2 separate regions of the Sus scrofa genome follow, and region 2 is linked to region 1. Evidence: chromatin contacts called from public Hi-C data. All regions are on one chromosome and are shown on one strand. The core of a region is the stretch at or near the end of the contact, and the rest is flanking DNA. Distances in the headings are between cores, read along the strand shown.

Region 1 (7,349 bases), core at 1,970-4,469:
CACTCGCTGCGTGCGCAGGTTCACTCGGTAGTACTCCTCTGAAAGAGAGGTCAGGAGAGGGTGCGTGAGACCCAGCCTGGCACCACCCACACCTGCCCTAAGAAGAGCTGGGTGTTTTCTGGAAGGGCAGGTGGCAGGTGAACATCCACAATGCACTGAAGGGTGTGGCCTGGCTCTTTGGTTTTTTTTTTTTTTTTTTCGTTTTTTTTTTTTTTCAGGGCTACATCTGTGGCTTATGGAAGTTCCCAGGCTAGGATTTGAATCAGAGCTGCAGCTGCTGGCTTATGCCAGAGCCACAGCAATGCCAGATCTGAGCCATGTCTGCGACCTACACCACAGCTCACTGCAATGCCAGATCCTTAACCCACTGAGCAAGGCCAGTGATCAAACCTGCATCCTCATGGATACTAGTTGGGTTCATTATCACTGAGCCACAATGGGAACTCCTGGCTTGGCTTTCTGGAGTCACCACTCATGGGCTATGTTCAGACCCTGGGGACCAGGGACAGCAGGGAAGTCCTGGCAAGGCCAGCTACAGGGCTGGCAGGGGTTCCCACCTCCTGAGAAGAAGTAGACGCTCTGGATGGGCTCACAGGTGGCAGGCACGAGCCAGTCCATCTTATAGTCATCATAGTTGTAGCCTCCTGGGCCAGTCTCCTCACTGGAGAACCAGGGCAGCCAGGTTGAACGAGACTGCCGGTGGGACTTCTGGCTGCGGCTGTGGCCTCGGCCACGGCCACGGCCACGGCGTGAGCGGTAGCGTTTACCACTGCGACGTGCAGACTTAGTCATCTTGGGCTGGGAGGGCTTGAGGGCTGAGCCTGAGATGTAAATTTGGCCAGCCATGGCCGCATCCACTTGTTCAGGCAAACCAAGCCAGTCCTGGCTGATGATCCGGGGCTCTATGGCACCACCTGTGGAAAGGAAGGGGGTTAACGGGGAGCCTCGGAGGTCAAGGATGGGCTATTCCTCGTCCAAGAACACACAGCAAGTTAGTGGCAGAGCCTAGAATCCCAGCCTTCCAACTCCCTGTTCAGGGCTCTTTCCCAGCCTTCCTCTGCCACATCTGTCCCTCACGGTCTCAGCCATATCCCCTCCTTCTTTTTTTTTTTTTTTTTTTTTAAGAATCTCTAAGTTTGTTTGTTTGTTTGCTTTTTAAGGCAGCACTTGTGGCACATGGTAATTCCCAGGCTAGGGGCCTAATTGGAGCTACAGCTGCCGGCCGGCGCCACAGCCACAGCAACTCAGGATCCAAGCTGCAGCTCTGACCTACACCGTAGCTTGGGGCAACACTGGATCCTTAACCCACTGAGCAGGGCCAGGGATCGAACTTGCATCCTCATGGGTACTAGTTGGGTTATTACTGCTGAGCCACAGCGAGAACTCCCACAGCCCCCTCCTTCGGCTGGCTGTGCCCTTGGCTGCACTAGGCAAAGTCCAAGGTGTGGGGTCCGGGTGGAGGCAAGCCTCCCCCAGAAAGATCAACAGAAGCAAAGTCTGGCCTGAGCAAACAGCTTTTGATCAATAGCTCCATAATCACAGTCCCTCGGGCTGGCCCTCCCCCTTCCCAGGGGATCTCAGTCCCCAGCAGGAAAAGCAAGAACTGGCCAGCCCTCCATACCAAAGGAATGGCTCCAGAAGAGAAGTCTGAAGATGTCCTCCCAGCTGTCCCGCTGCATCAGGGCAAAGTGTGCAAAGACGTCCGACGGGGAGCTGCCTTCGCACTCCTCTCGACTGGGCTGCTGCTGGAACACATACTCCCAGTACTGTTTCCCTGGGGAGGGGTGGCCATGAGCAAGACTGGAAAGCCCAGAGGCTGTGGAAGTTAGGAGCTCCTGGTCCGGGGTGGGGCATAATCCAAGGCCTGTCCCCAGGGGAAGCAAACCAACCCTCCCACCCACCCACTGAGTACCTTTGAAGAAGTAGACCCGCTCCCGGCCACTGTAGCTATGAGCCGGCAGGGCCAAGGCTGCATCCACATCGTCCGGAATACCCTTGAAGCCTTCAGAGATCTCGCGGGGGTAATTGGGGTCCAGGACACCATCATCAAAGCGCCAGTACTGACTACCCTAGGCGCAGGGAAGAAGAGAGTCAGGAGGCAGCTGGCTGTGGCGGAGGCAGAGTCCTCCACCCAAGGCAGCAGCCCTATTCCCAGGCTTGTTGCCCAAGACCTGGAGCCTTGGGCTTCTATGTCCCACAGAGCTCCAGCCAGGGACCACAGGCTGGGATCCAGCCTTCTGGCCCACTCAGGTCCTGGGCATAGTCGCCCTCAAGCCCCTGCTGAGATAGCCTTGACCCTGACCCACAGTCCCTGGGCTGGTACCTTGAAGAGGTAGGTCTTCCCCTGACAGTTGATGCGGGTGAAGGCGGCATCAATGGGGCCCTTGATGCCCCAGACATCTTGGATGAGCTTGGGGTACCCAGGCCTCACTGCCTTTTCATCCAGCTCATAGCAGTACAGCCCTAGAGGAAGGGAGGCCGTGTGAGGCAGGATGCTCCTGCGGCAGACCCTAGTCCCAAGGTCTGCCATTCCAGTCACCTCGGAAGGCAAAGACGGAACCGTTCTTGAGGTTGGTGAAGGCATCAAAGGGTTTCCCACTGCACAGCTCTTCCTCAGGACCCCTAGATCATCAGTCTGAGGCCCAGGTGGTGGGGCCTCTTCCTCAGGTTTCAGAACCGGAGTCTCTTCAGTCTTGGCCAGCAGGACAGGGATCCTTGGCTCTTCTTGGACGCTGGTGTTGTGTCTGGTCTCCTCGTGGTAGTCATAGGCCCTGTACTCATCATCTGGCTGAAGGAATACATCCCCGCGAGTCACTGCAGACAAGGAGGGGGGTGGTGAGTCTCCAGCTGCAGAGGGGACCCCAGGCCCGCCCAGCCCCTCTGAACGCACCTTGGGGCTTGCACTCGGCCACGTAGTCAGCGCAGCAGCTCTGGTAGTAAGAGCACAGCTCGTCACACTGACACTTCCTTTCGGCAATGAAGCCGTCTGTGCAGCGGCCCTTGCACGACTCTGTGGAGAGGGAGTATGACAGCTGGCACCGCCCAGGCCAGGCCACACTTACCCACCCTACATTGACCCAAATGGTCACCAATATCCATATCCTCCCGCACCTTGGTCAGCCAGAGCAACCCATGCCAGCAGGGCCAGCATCAGAAGGGGCCTCAGGGGTGCCATGGCAGCACCTCCGGCCTCACGTCTGGTAAACTAGGTTCTGATGCCTGAGGAAGGGACAGAGAGATGAGAGGTCATGGATGAGGGAACCAGAGAAGAGGAGTTGCCTTTTCTACTGCTCTGTTTGCTCAAGCTCCAGTCCAGCCCCCAGAGCCCTGACTCCAGAGGCTGCTGCAGCAAAGGATCACGGTCCTGGAACTCCAGGCCTGGGAGAGCTGTAAATAGAATCCTTGCCAGGCTCAAGGTCATCTCGGAAGAGGACTAGCTCAGTGAGTCTGAGGGACAGAAAGAAGTCCCACTCTGGCACTCACTGGCTGTGCACCTTGGGCACAAAGCTTTAGTTGCCTTAGTTCTCTTTTTGGTAAAATGAGATTAATCATATTTGCCTCATGGGGTGTCAGGACCTAAAGCAGACAATCTGCCCAGTGCCTGGAGGAGCCCCAACTTCATTCTCCATAAATGGCTATTGATTCATGATCTGTTTGATCAGGCACAGCCCTCGCAGGATGGTTCACCCACCCCTTGTGTATTTAGGGCATTGAAGGGGGGTGGGGGTAGGAGCTATGCTGGTAAACACCCTGGTGAAAATTTATTTTTATCATGAAAAGAACAAAGTTTCATTTCTGGGTTCAGGTCTCTAGAGCATTGATTTCCAGAGGCTGGTCTTCACAGCACAGTGAGTTGGTGAATATTAACCCTTCGGACTGGCTGTGATTCCTGAGTCTTCCACTGATTTACTGCTCCTCAGCTGGCTATTCCCTGTCTCCATCCTCATCTTCCCCATCCATGAAGGGTGGCCCAGTTCCCCACATTTATTTTCTTTTCTGGGCACCCCATGGGCATAAGGAGTTTCCCCAGGCCGGGGATCAGATCCAAGCTGCAGTTGCAATCTATGCTGCAGCTGCAGCAATCCTGGATCCTTTAACCAATGTGCCAGGCTGGGGATCGAACCTGTGTCCTGGTGCTGCAGAGATGCGAGCTGCTTGTGCCACAGCAGGCACTCTTCCCCACACTTTTAGACTCCAGTGAGTAGGATCCCCCTACTCAGAAAATGCTCACTGGCACAAAATGCCTGATTTGGGGCCCACTTTTCGGAGTCCAAGGCCTCCTGAAGTCCTCCTCCTACCTGGAGCAAGTGATCTTTGGCGATTCTGCTGATTGCTTTCTTTTCTATAATGAGAGGGGAGAGTGACTTTGGACAATCGTTTCTATATGGACCTCAGTCTGTTAAAAGGCAGCACAAATTCCTACCTCATAGGCGCGTTGTAAGTCTTAATTGAGAAACAGGCATAAAGGGTTTCAAGAATTGCTGTTATGATAGCATTAGTAGGACAAGAGCACACCCAACCGTGCTGCCCTCACATTCCAGTGTCATTCCAGTGTCTCCAGTATAAAACCGAGGCAGTCCTCTCGCCCTCCTCCCTTTCCTCTGCATCCAGTGGAGGGGGCCCGGGGACCGGGCTCCGGGAGCCGGTCAGGGTGTGGGCACGGCTGGGGAAGTTTTAGCGTGAGGCTACGCCGGCGGCAGGGGAGGAGCCCCGCGTGACCGAGAGGCGGGGCGTGGGCTCCGGGTCCCTGGCTTCTCAGGGGCGGGGCTGCTGCAGAGCATCTCCGCGAACCCGGCCGGAACTGGAGCGCTCTTTGTTTGGCTTGCTGCCTCCTAGACCCTCCGGCGCCTAGGTTCATTCCTCCCGCCTCTCTGCTCTCTCCTCCTGCTTGCCTCCTTCATCCGGGCCTGCAATTCCCTTCTCTAACCTCTTCGTTCCAGATCCTGCCCTCACATTTCTGGTCAGCGCCCTTGCCTGGCACCCCTCTCTCCACCCTCCCTCCTGCATCTTCTTCCCTCGGGTCCCCTCTGGGGTCTTCTTTTTCCCAAGGTCTGGGTCGCTCCGCCCTCCGCCCCCCGCCCCAGGCCGGGGATGTGCCCTGCAGCCCCGCGCCCATGGTCCTGACGATACTGTTCTCTGCCTACAAGTTGTGCCGCTTCTTCGCCATGTCCAGCCCAAGACCAGGCGCTGAGCGACTAGCGGTGCCCGGGCCGGACGGGGGGGCGGCGCCGGTCCGTGGTGGACCGCGGGCGGTCGTGGGCCCCGCGAGGTGTCACCCGGGGTGGGTGCCGAGGTGCAGGGCGCCCTGGAGCGCGCGCTGCCTGAGCTGCAGCAGGCGCTGTCGGCGCTGAAGCAGGCGGGCGGCGGGCGGGCCGTGGGCGCCGGCCTGGCTGAGGTCTTCCAGCTGGTGGAGGAAGCCTGGCTGCTGCCAGCCATGGGCCGCGAGGTAGCCCAGGGTCTGTGCGACGCCATCCGCCTGGAGGGCGGCTTGGACCTGCTGCTGAGGCTGCTCCAGGCGCCGGAGCTGGAGACGCGTGTGCAGGCCGCCGCCTGCTGGAGCAGATCCTGGTGGCTGAGAACCGGTGAGAGGACCGGGCTGGGGGCGGGGGGTGTGGGCGCGCTGCGTGATGTGTCGCAGCAAGGGTGTGCCTGGGTCTCCTGCGTGCCTCGCACTATCCCCTGTTAGGGACCAGCGTATCATTTTACAGATGAGGAAGCTGAGGCTTGGGAAAGTTTAGTGACTTGCCCAAGTGTCACACAATGAACTAGTGGGGCAGCCGGGATTCTCCCCAGTGAGGCGAGGAATGAGACAGGGAGGGGAGGAACGGAGCAGTAGAACAGGAATCTGTCCCTGGTTCTGAGGATGGAGATGGGATCCAGTTGTCAGTGTCCTCTCAACCCAGAGCCCTCCTCCCCACAGGCTCCGGTGTGGGTCTGTGCTCCCTTCTGCCATGCCATCTCCCTCCTACTGAGGGAGGCTGAGAACACACTGCTCAGGAAACGGGAGGAGGGGGACCCTCTTCTGTCTCCCCGGACAGAAATGCGTGCTGACCTGAGGGTTACTCCACCTTCACGCCACCCCCGATGCACTTCCTGCTTCCTCCTTTTTCATTCTGGTTCATGCAACACTAACAGGGCAGACATGATCTCGTTCTGTGGTTGCTAATAGGGAACAGGAGGTTTTCTCTTGGGTTGAACCAGTGGGGGAAGAGGAAAAAGGAGCAGAGCTTGGCAGGGGCCGGGGTTGTGTTCTCTATGGCTTCCCCACACGGTGTTAAGATTCAGTGGGTGGGGTCCAGTTGAAGCCTGTTGCCACTCTTTCCTGCCTCTTGGGGTCTCCCCTGGAATATGAGCACCTCTGCCCCACTTTCTCTCCCCTCTGATGCTAGAACATCCAGGCTGTCACACTCCAGTCTCATGTTGAATTCTTGGGCCTCTCAGGTTTAGAAGGGTTTTGGGAAGGGTCACTTTCAGTGTATGCAGCTCTCACAAGTGTGATGGGTATGGATTAGGGATGCTTTCTTTTTCTTTTCTTTTCTTTCTTTTTTTTTTTCTGGCTGCACCCATGGCATATGGAAGTTCCCAGGCCAGGGATCAAATCTGAGCCACAGCTGTGACCTATGCCATAGCTGAGGCAATTCCGGATCCTTAACCCACTGCGCCACAGCAGGAACTCCTTCCTGCCATTTCCAAAAAGTAAAAATAACTTTGTGAATAGCGTAAATGATACAGTTGTCAAACGTGCAGGAGCGAAGCAATTTGAGTTGGGAGACCAAGTGAGGGTCCTGCTTGTTCAGCAAGTCATGAATCTCCCATCTAACGTCAGGCGTATCGATGGGGATGTGAATGTGGAGAGCTAGCAAATGGAGCAGGTGCTCACTGGATGTGGTGGGCCCAGGTTGCCAAGTGTACCCTGTGGACTTCCTATGTGGATGGGCCGCTTTAACCTAACTCCTGAAGAATGGGTGCAGCCAACACCCTAAGAAGAGGAGGGCTCCAAGAGGCAAATAGCACTGATATTTTTCAGGGCTGAAAATAACAATCCTCACGTGGTTCAGAATTACTGAGAAAGGAGTCACACTAACCAGTGTCCCTGGGTCCAAGAAATAACTCATTGGGCTGGCATCACTTCAGGACCAAGGACAGAGCCGGGGGGGGGTTGGTTACCAGGTCCTGATCAAATTCCAAAAGCCTCCCTGGAAAGGGAGACTCTCCCCACACCTCCACACGGCACAGGGAGGAGGCTGGAAGAGTGAGGGGGTGGGGACACACTGAGAATTTGTGTGTTTGGAATATTTTCCTTCCTCCATCAACTTAGCTCTTCTTAAAGAAGTTTCTTCCGTCAGTGC
Region 2 (7,349 bases), core at 1,768-4,267, 310 kb after region 1:
TTGGGGGGATGGTGCTCATTTTCTTGATCCCTGTCTTTAGACAGAAGCAGGCCCGAGAGTAACATACAGTTAACATCAGAACACCTGCGGTGTTTCCCATAAAATGAAACTGGCTCCTTTTGTGGCTTAGTGGGGTCACTGATCCCCTCTGTGCAAATGATGGAAAAACTGCTGTGTGTGTGTGGGGGGGGAATGACATGAACAAAGGAACCACTGATGTGCCAGAAGACTGGGGAGGAAGAGAGTGTATAGGGGCAGGGAGGGCAGCAAGGACTAAGGCTTCCTTCTCCACCCTAGGCCTGATGGAGAGAAGAAGGCATATGTTCGACTAGCTCCTGACTATGATGCTTTGGATGTTGCTAACAAAGTAAGCTTCCTTTACTACAAACTCCTTAACACCCCCCTTCCTGGGTGCAAATGATGTATCTCTAAGCGACCAAAGCCTGAATCAAACTTCGGTGATTAGTCTCAACTGACTGACTGCACCCCTGTCTTACCCCTTATCTTGTGCCCTCATTTTGCATTTTAACTATGACATTCCCACTTTAATCTTCACATTTCAGCTCCCAGTAACAAAGCTCCCTTTTGTTTTTCAGATTGGGATCATCTAAACTGAGTCCAGCTGGCTAATTCTAAATATAAAAGTCATCACTAAATGCATGCTTTTTTGTCTGTATGTTGATTTCTGGTTGGGAGGCCTTACTGTGGTATATACACACCTGAGTAAGAGGGCTTGGGCAAGACTCTTGGTCTCAGTTACCTAACCCTGTTGGGACACTTGGCACTGTCACCTCACCATACTTATGTCAGTGACCAGACTGGGGTTGGTGTTTTTAGGACAACTACAGCTTGCCTCCATCACAGAGGTAAGAGACCAAGCAAGAAGCTTTACAAGAACCTTTTCCTTTATCTCTGGAAGAGGCTTTGTATAAAACCAATACTCAGTTTTCATTAGCACCCATTTTAGGGCAGTGCGAGTTGGCTGCTGGCTTTCCCGTAGCACCTTGTCCCCACACCCATCTACTCTGTCCAACCGGTCTGTCTGCTTCCCTCATCCCTTGCCCAAGAAAGGACAAGGACTTCAGAAGAGTACTTTCATTAGGGTTTTCAATAGTAGGTGCAGATGTGAAAGGTGGAGAGCATGGCCCCAGAGGACGCCTCAGGTGAGGGCTGAAGTCTCAGTTTATATGTGAGGCTGTTTTTTGTCACAAGTCCCTGGGTCTGTGCTTTTCACTCGGTCAAGAACTTGTCCTTGTGTTTCTGCCTGGGTATCTGCTCAGGGCAGAAGTCAGAGCGGAGGAGGCGGGAAAAATAGATGAGGATCATGACATCCAGCATGAGCAGGATGCTCAGCAGGAAGGTTCCCAGGGTCCTTTGGCCAGCATAACCCAGGAAGAGATAGGTGAGGTAGGCCTGAGGGGCTAGGCGGAAGAGAAGATACATGACCAAGTTGATGTATTTGTTGACCCGATAGAGGAGGAGATCTTGGGCGTTACTGATTTTCATCATCATGCGTATCGTGAGGAAGATGTTGCTGACCTCCACCAGCAGGGTTAGGACACCGCCACCAACAAATCTGCTCCAAAAGATGCCTGAAAAGAAGGCACCCATGGCCTACAAGGCAAGGGAGAGAATGGGTTAGGGAACTCAGATGCCAAAGCTTTTCTGGAAGTTGGTGGGAATATGAAGGCTACAAGATTGGGGGCTAGGAAATCCTCCCGTTTGCATCTTTTGGAAACACAGTGTATTCAATACAATTACATTTTGAACCCTATCCACAAGTTCTTGCTATGGGTGGAGTTTTCAGGCAAAGAAAATGAGGCCACGATTGCTGGCCTCAAGTAGTGAAGCAAGGGTACAGAGACTACCAACCCTCAGCATTCTAGCATTAGACCATAGGCCCCTGGGTGGGGTTATCTCCCAGATTCAAAAAGGCTTAGATTAGGTTGCTAGCACCAGGCCTATTCCACATCCCCTGCTCACTTACCATGACGTGATGGACAAGGTATTCCCAAGAAGCCCGTGATTGATGACTAACCACGATATCCACCGTGTCGTGGATGAAATACCCTAGCCGAGGGATGGGGAAGAGGTCATAAACGGGACTGAGCAAGAAACATTCCTGTCCCTCCCAACTACTTAATACGAAGCAAGACCTACCTGCAGAGAAACAAACGAGCAGATAGCCAGAAAGCGACCATGCTGTTTCAATCTCTACCAGCATCTCCGGGGTCTGCCATATACTGGATGGGAGGGAAGAAGGCAGGCGCTTCACTCGGTATCCCCAAGGACCCACAACCATGCCAGTGCCCGGGGAGTCTGGGCTGGTGCTATTGGCTGACCGGGAGCGAGGAGGGGCTTGGCTGAAACCCAGGTGTTCGCCGTTTCCCAGGTGAGAACCCCCCTCCCCTGGGGCTGCAGCCGCTCCTGGTTGGACAGCATTCTAAACCGGGAATCAGGTGAGACTGCCTGGGCCTCAGCCCGCCAATGAGTGATGGGAAGAGTAATGCGGGATCCCCTAGCCGCCTTCACTCCCCCAGTCCTTCACTCACCACAGCAGCGCCCAGGTCCCTGACACAATGGAATGGGCGAAGGAGACGAGCAGGTTGTGCCAGCGCCAGGTGCGCAGGGGGTCGGCGCGCACGTGCGCCGGTAGGGCCAGGCGACAGAGCGCGTGCCGGAGCGCCCGGAAGGTCAGCGTGGCGCCCAGGAGCAGCGGCAGGGCGGGGAGCAGCATTGGGGGCATGCTGACCCTCCCTGCCTTCTGTCTGTTCGCCCTCTAGGCCGCCTCCTCCGGCAGTTCGGGAAAGGGACTTTCTTTTGGGCTGGTCCACCCCCGACGCCTTTCCTGGCGGCCGCCAGCCTCACACACACTGTCTCCGCGGAGCCCTGTAGGCCCCCTTCGCTCCTCCCGTCCCTTCCCGTCCGGCCTCTGCCCCCGCCCCCAACCACCCGCGCCCCCGCCCCGCCCCGCCCTCCTGTCCCCGCCCCTCCGGCGCCTCCGCAGCGCGGAGGGCGAGAGCCCCATTTCCCCTCAGGCCCCCCAGGCCCCGCCAGGCTCCCGCGGACTTTGGGCAAAAGAGGCTGTCCTGGGGCCGCCACCGCCAAGCCACCCCTCGCTGGCGCCTCCCGACTGCCGACGGAGTCCCGCTTCGCTCGCCTGGCCTGGTTAACCCAAATCCCCTGGCGTCCCAGCTCCCCTGCCTGGGCGGGCCCTGAGAGAACTCTCTCCTCCCTTACCTCCTTTACCCGCAAAGCTGGGCGGGACCCGTCACGCACCCACGTCTTTTAAATCCCTAAACCTGGGGACCAGCCGGTGCCCCGTATCCGACGATGATCTCTCAGACCGTATTTTTCCGCTAGCATCTTCAGGCCAGAGTCGAACACGTTTACCTGCCTCTACCTCATCCCGCCCAAGTCACTGCCTAGAATCTGTCGACTAACCTATCACCACCCCTCCTCCCAGCCGGCTCTTGGGCTCCTGGGGCCGCGCGGCAGTCACAGTCCTCCCTCAGACAGTCCCAGCTCTCTTCTCCCCGCTTCCTGGAGGCCGGAGCGGGGAAGACGGCCGATGTGCCCAGGCCACCAGGGTGACCCTCACTTTGCCGGCCAGTGGCCTGGAGCAGTTGCAACTCACGACCGCTAGGTGACAGCCTGTCCTCACGCGGCGTGGGATCCCCTCCCGGCGTACAAGGAAGGAGGTGGTGTTTTTGCCCAAGAGTTAACCAGACTCAGCGAACGAAAGGGCGGAGGTAAAAGAGAAGGGAGTAGTTGGAGCGGGGGTGGGGGGCTGCTCTGAGAGTGAGGGAAAACCAGAAGCCTGAGGCGCCAAGAGGTTTGGGTGTTTGCTCTGCCTCCCCTGATGGCTCCAAGGTTACACATTAACCTCTCTGGGGCTCCGGGTCAACCAAGGCCTGATCAGTTTCTAGGTGAGAACACGGAGTGTCCCAGCTGAGTGGCTTTCCCCCTTGCCCTCCTCTGCTCACAGGGCAGCTTTGTCCGCCGGACACCCTGGCCTGAGCCAGCTACCAACAGGCCCTCATGGGGCCTTTCCAGTGGTCATTCCACGTGGGTAGTTTTGGGTACCCTTTCAAGGGCCAGGGTGGGAACAGAAGATAAACACCCCTTTCCTCACGTTCCTCACCCACTCAGAAATAGGGACGCTATCCCTTAGCTAATCATCGTCCTTCCTGCTACCTTAACTGAGATTTTATAGAGGTCATGAAGGGCAGAAGGCGGTGGGTAGACACCTGGAATTAAACTCACTTCCGGCCAAGATCTTAGACTATTGTACTACTAACCAGCCCCCCACCTCTGGGCAGAAGATTTGAACCCATATCAGGCGAATGATTCTTTCCTCCTCTCCCGCCTGGATGCCTTCAGGTGGTAGTCCCGTTCCCTCCCATTTTCCCCCAAGGAAGTTCTCCCTAGTTGAGTATTGAAGGCAGATTTCCCTGCGGCAGCGGCAGCGCTGTGTGTGTGCGTTGGGGAGTTGGTGTTGACAAGCGCAGGGCTCAGTCTTGACAGCAGTGTCACCTTCTGCCTAGTCGAATCAACTTGCACAGCTCGGGATTTCCCCGGTTCCTCCCTAGGCAAACACGAAACTAACCCTGCACCCTGCCCCACAGACCGAGAGCGCTGACTCTCTCGGTTCAATTTTGGTAGTGTCTATCGTTTGCATGCCAGTGAGAATCTGCCCTATCCTTCGAAGCAGTCACTAGTTTGCAAAGAGGGATGCGGAGCGAGATCGGTCCTCGCCTCCAACCCTCATTCGGCGTGCGCAGGGAACCCCTCCAGTCTAAGAAAGCTTTGCGAGGGCGAGATGCGTGTGTGGGAGGTGGCTGGTGCTGTGTTGGCCTTTGCGGAGCGCGCCCCCCAAAACAGCGTATTACTCCATTCCTTGGACCCTGGAAGGGCGACTGCGGATCCCGGCCACAGGAACCCTGCAAAACAGCCAAAGCAGATGAGAGGCTGAACCAACACCCAACTCCCCCGGCTCCGCCCCGTAATTATCTTGCAGAGCAGGAGGCGTGGCTCTAGAGAAGGCGGGTTCGCGCAAGCGCCGCGCCTGGGCTTGAGGATTCCGGAAATGTGACTCTGAAAAATGAGATGGAGAAGTACGAGCGGATCCGAGTGGTGGGGAGAGGTGCCTTCGGGTGAGCCAGGGCTCTGGGGGAGGAAATTGCTACGGGAGAGGGAAAATAAGCCCCGCGAAATCGCTAAGCGCGAAATCGTTGCCTGCTCAGCCCCGCCCCGAAGCGTTAGCGCCCTCTACGAGAAGCCCCGCCCAGGCTTCCGGTCCCGGTCCTGGATGGGAAACTCCGCCTCCAAGGAGGTCACGCCCCTGGCTCTTCTCTGCGCCCCCGCAGAGTTCTGTTGCTCTATCCTGATTCATTCATTCAACAAATATTGAGCGGCAACTATACACGTCAGGATCTTGGTGCTGTGCACACAGCTAAGCCCAAAAGAGGCGTGGTCTTTTCCCTCTCCGAGCTTACAGACTAACGGAAAATTAGAAAATAAACAGGACATTGTTAAAGCAGTGATCAACAAACTGCCTGTGAGAATAGAGTACACCACCAGGGAGTATTCCTTTGGGGTGGTGAAAGAAAATTTCTCGGATAGTTGAGATTTAATGCCAAGACTTGAGGAATGAGGACCAGAAGTCGGAAGAAGGTAGAGTTTCTCAAGCAGAGGAACCAGTTTATGCGAAGGTCCTCACGTGGGAACGAATGCAGAGTATTCAAGGAACTGAGAAAAAGACTAATGTAGTTGGAATGTAGTGAGCAAGGTAAAGATGGAATAAAATGTTATTGTCACAGAGGGCGGAAACCAGATTATGGCTGCTGTAGGCTGAGATTAAGAAGTTGAATATATTTGCAGTGTAAAGGAAAGAGGTTTAAGCAAAGGAATGGTCTTTGCATTTTAAAAAATGTCACTCTGGAAGTTCCCGTCTTGGCTCAGCGGTTAGCAAACCCGACTTGCATCCATGAGGACATGGGTTCCATCCCTGGCCTCACTCACTGGGTTAAGGATCCTGTGTTACCATGAGCTATGGTGTAGTTGCAGATACAGCTCAGATCCCACTTTGCAGTGGTGGTGGTGTAGGCTGGGGGCTACAGCTCCGATTGGACCACTAGCCTGGGAATTGCCACATGCCTCGGGTGTGGCCCTAAAAAGAAATTTTTTTTTTTAATTTAAAATTAAAAAAAATCCAAAAAAAAAAAAAAAGATAAAAAGACAAAAAAAAAAAAAAAAAAAAAAAGGGAGTTCCCGTCATGGCGCAGTGGTTAACGAATCCGACTAGGAACCATGAGGTTGCAGGTTCAGTCCCTGCCCTTGCTCAGTGGGTTAACGATCCGGCGTTGCCGTGAGCTGTGGTGTAGGTTGCAGATGCGGCTCAGATCCCGAGTTGCTGTGGCTCTGGCGTAGGCCGGTGGCTACAGCTCCGATTCAACCCCTGGCCTGGGAACCTCCATATGCCGCGGGAGCGGCCCAAGAAATAGCAACAACGACAAAAAAAAAAAAAAAAAAAGACAAAAAAAAAAAAAAAAAGTCACTCCAGCTGCTGTGTGGAATTTGAATTTGAGGGTGAAAAGTGTGAAAAGGACCATTCAAAATTCTAGTGCAGTATTTTAGGCAAGAAATGATGATTTGGCCAAGAGTATATAGCAGAAGGTACAGAGAAAAATGAATGAGTACACAGTGTTTTGGAGGTAGAAAAGGATTTACTGATGTGTTAGTGTCAGATGGAGGAAAGATTCTGGTATGATTTTTAGGTGTTTGACTTTAATAACAAGGGATGATGGTGTCATTGACTGAGATGGAAGAAACTGATGAAAGAAAGGCTTTGAGGGCAGAAATCAAGAGTTTTGTTTCGGGAGTTCCCGTCGTGGCGCAGTGGTTAACGAATCTGACTAGGAACCATGAGGTTGCAGGTTCGGTCCCTGCCCTTGCTCAGTGGGTTAACGATCACGGCGTTGCCGTGAGCTGTGGTGTAGGTTGCAGATGCGGCTCGGATCCCGCGTTGCTGTGGCTCTGGCGTAGGCTGGTGGCTATGGCTTCGATTTGACCCCCTAGCCTGGGAATCTCCACATGCTGCGGAAGCGGCCCAAAAAATAGCAAAAAAAAAAAAAGAGTTTTGTTTCGAGGAGTTCCTGTCATGGCTCAGTGGAAATTAATCTGACTAATATCCATGAGGATGCAGGTTCAATCCCTGGCATCGCTCAGTGGGTTAAGGATCCAGCATTTCGTTGAGTTGTGGTGTAGGTTACAGACACGGCGAGGCTCTGGCATTGCTGTGGCTGTGGGGTGGGCCGGCAGCGACAACTCCGATTTGACCCCTAGCC

The links. A called contact is a pair of places that touch in the nucleus more often than the background predicts.
Region 2: a Hi-C map of liver shows a contact between it and region 1, with 6 times the contacts expected there. The contact joins the promoter of NEK8 here to the promoter of VTN in region 1. A contact is called at or near these places in 1 of 47 Hi-C or Micro-C datasets (liver) and 1 of 2 datasets of contacts at active chromatin or transcription factors (alveolar macrophages).

Annotation. Positions count from the first base shown.
Region 1 is chr12:44,650,697-44,658,045 of Sscrofa11.1, forward strand. VTN (vitronectin) reads right to left here and starts at 3,220. Exons shown (of 9, transcript NM_214104.1): 1 at 3,112-3,220; 2 at 2,891-3,010; 3 at 2,619-2,814; 4 at 2,540-2,616; 5 at 2,324-2,463; 6 at 1,913-2,069; 7 at 1,622-1,774; 8 at 558-914; 9 at 1-38. The coding sequence starts at 3,175. SARM1 (sterile alpha and TIR motif-containing protein 1) reads left to right here and starts at 3,668. Exons shown (of 12, transcript XM_003360057.4): 1 at 3,668-5,214; 2 at 5,217-5,543; 3 at 5,546-5,582. The coding sequence starts at 5,115.
Region 2 is chr12:44,960,078-44,967,426 of Sscrofa11.1, forward strand. It overlaps NEK8 (serine/threonine-protein kinase Nek8), which reads left to right and starts at 3,018. Exons shown (of 16, transcript XM_021067481.1): 1 at 3,018-3,752; 2 at 5,021-5,156. The coding sequence starts at 5,110. It overlaps TLCD1 (calfacilitin), which reads right to left and starts at 2,946. Exons shown (of 3, transcript XM_013989985.2): 1 at 2,553-2,946; 2 at 1,988-2,243; 3 at 888-1,614. The coding sequence starts at 2,746. The coding sequence ends at 1,231. It overlaps RPL23A (60S ribosomal protein L23a), which reads left to right. Exons shown (of 5, transcript XM_003131772.3): 4 at 298-367; 5 at 597-660. The coding sequence ends at 611.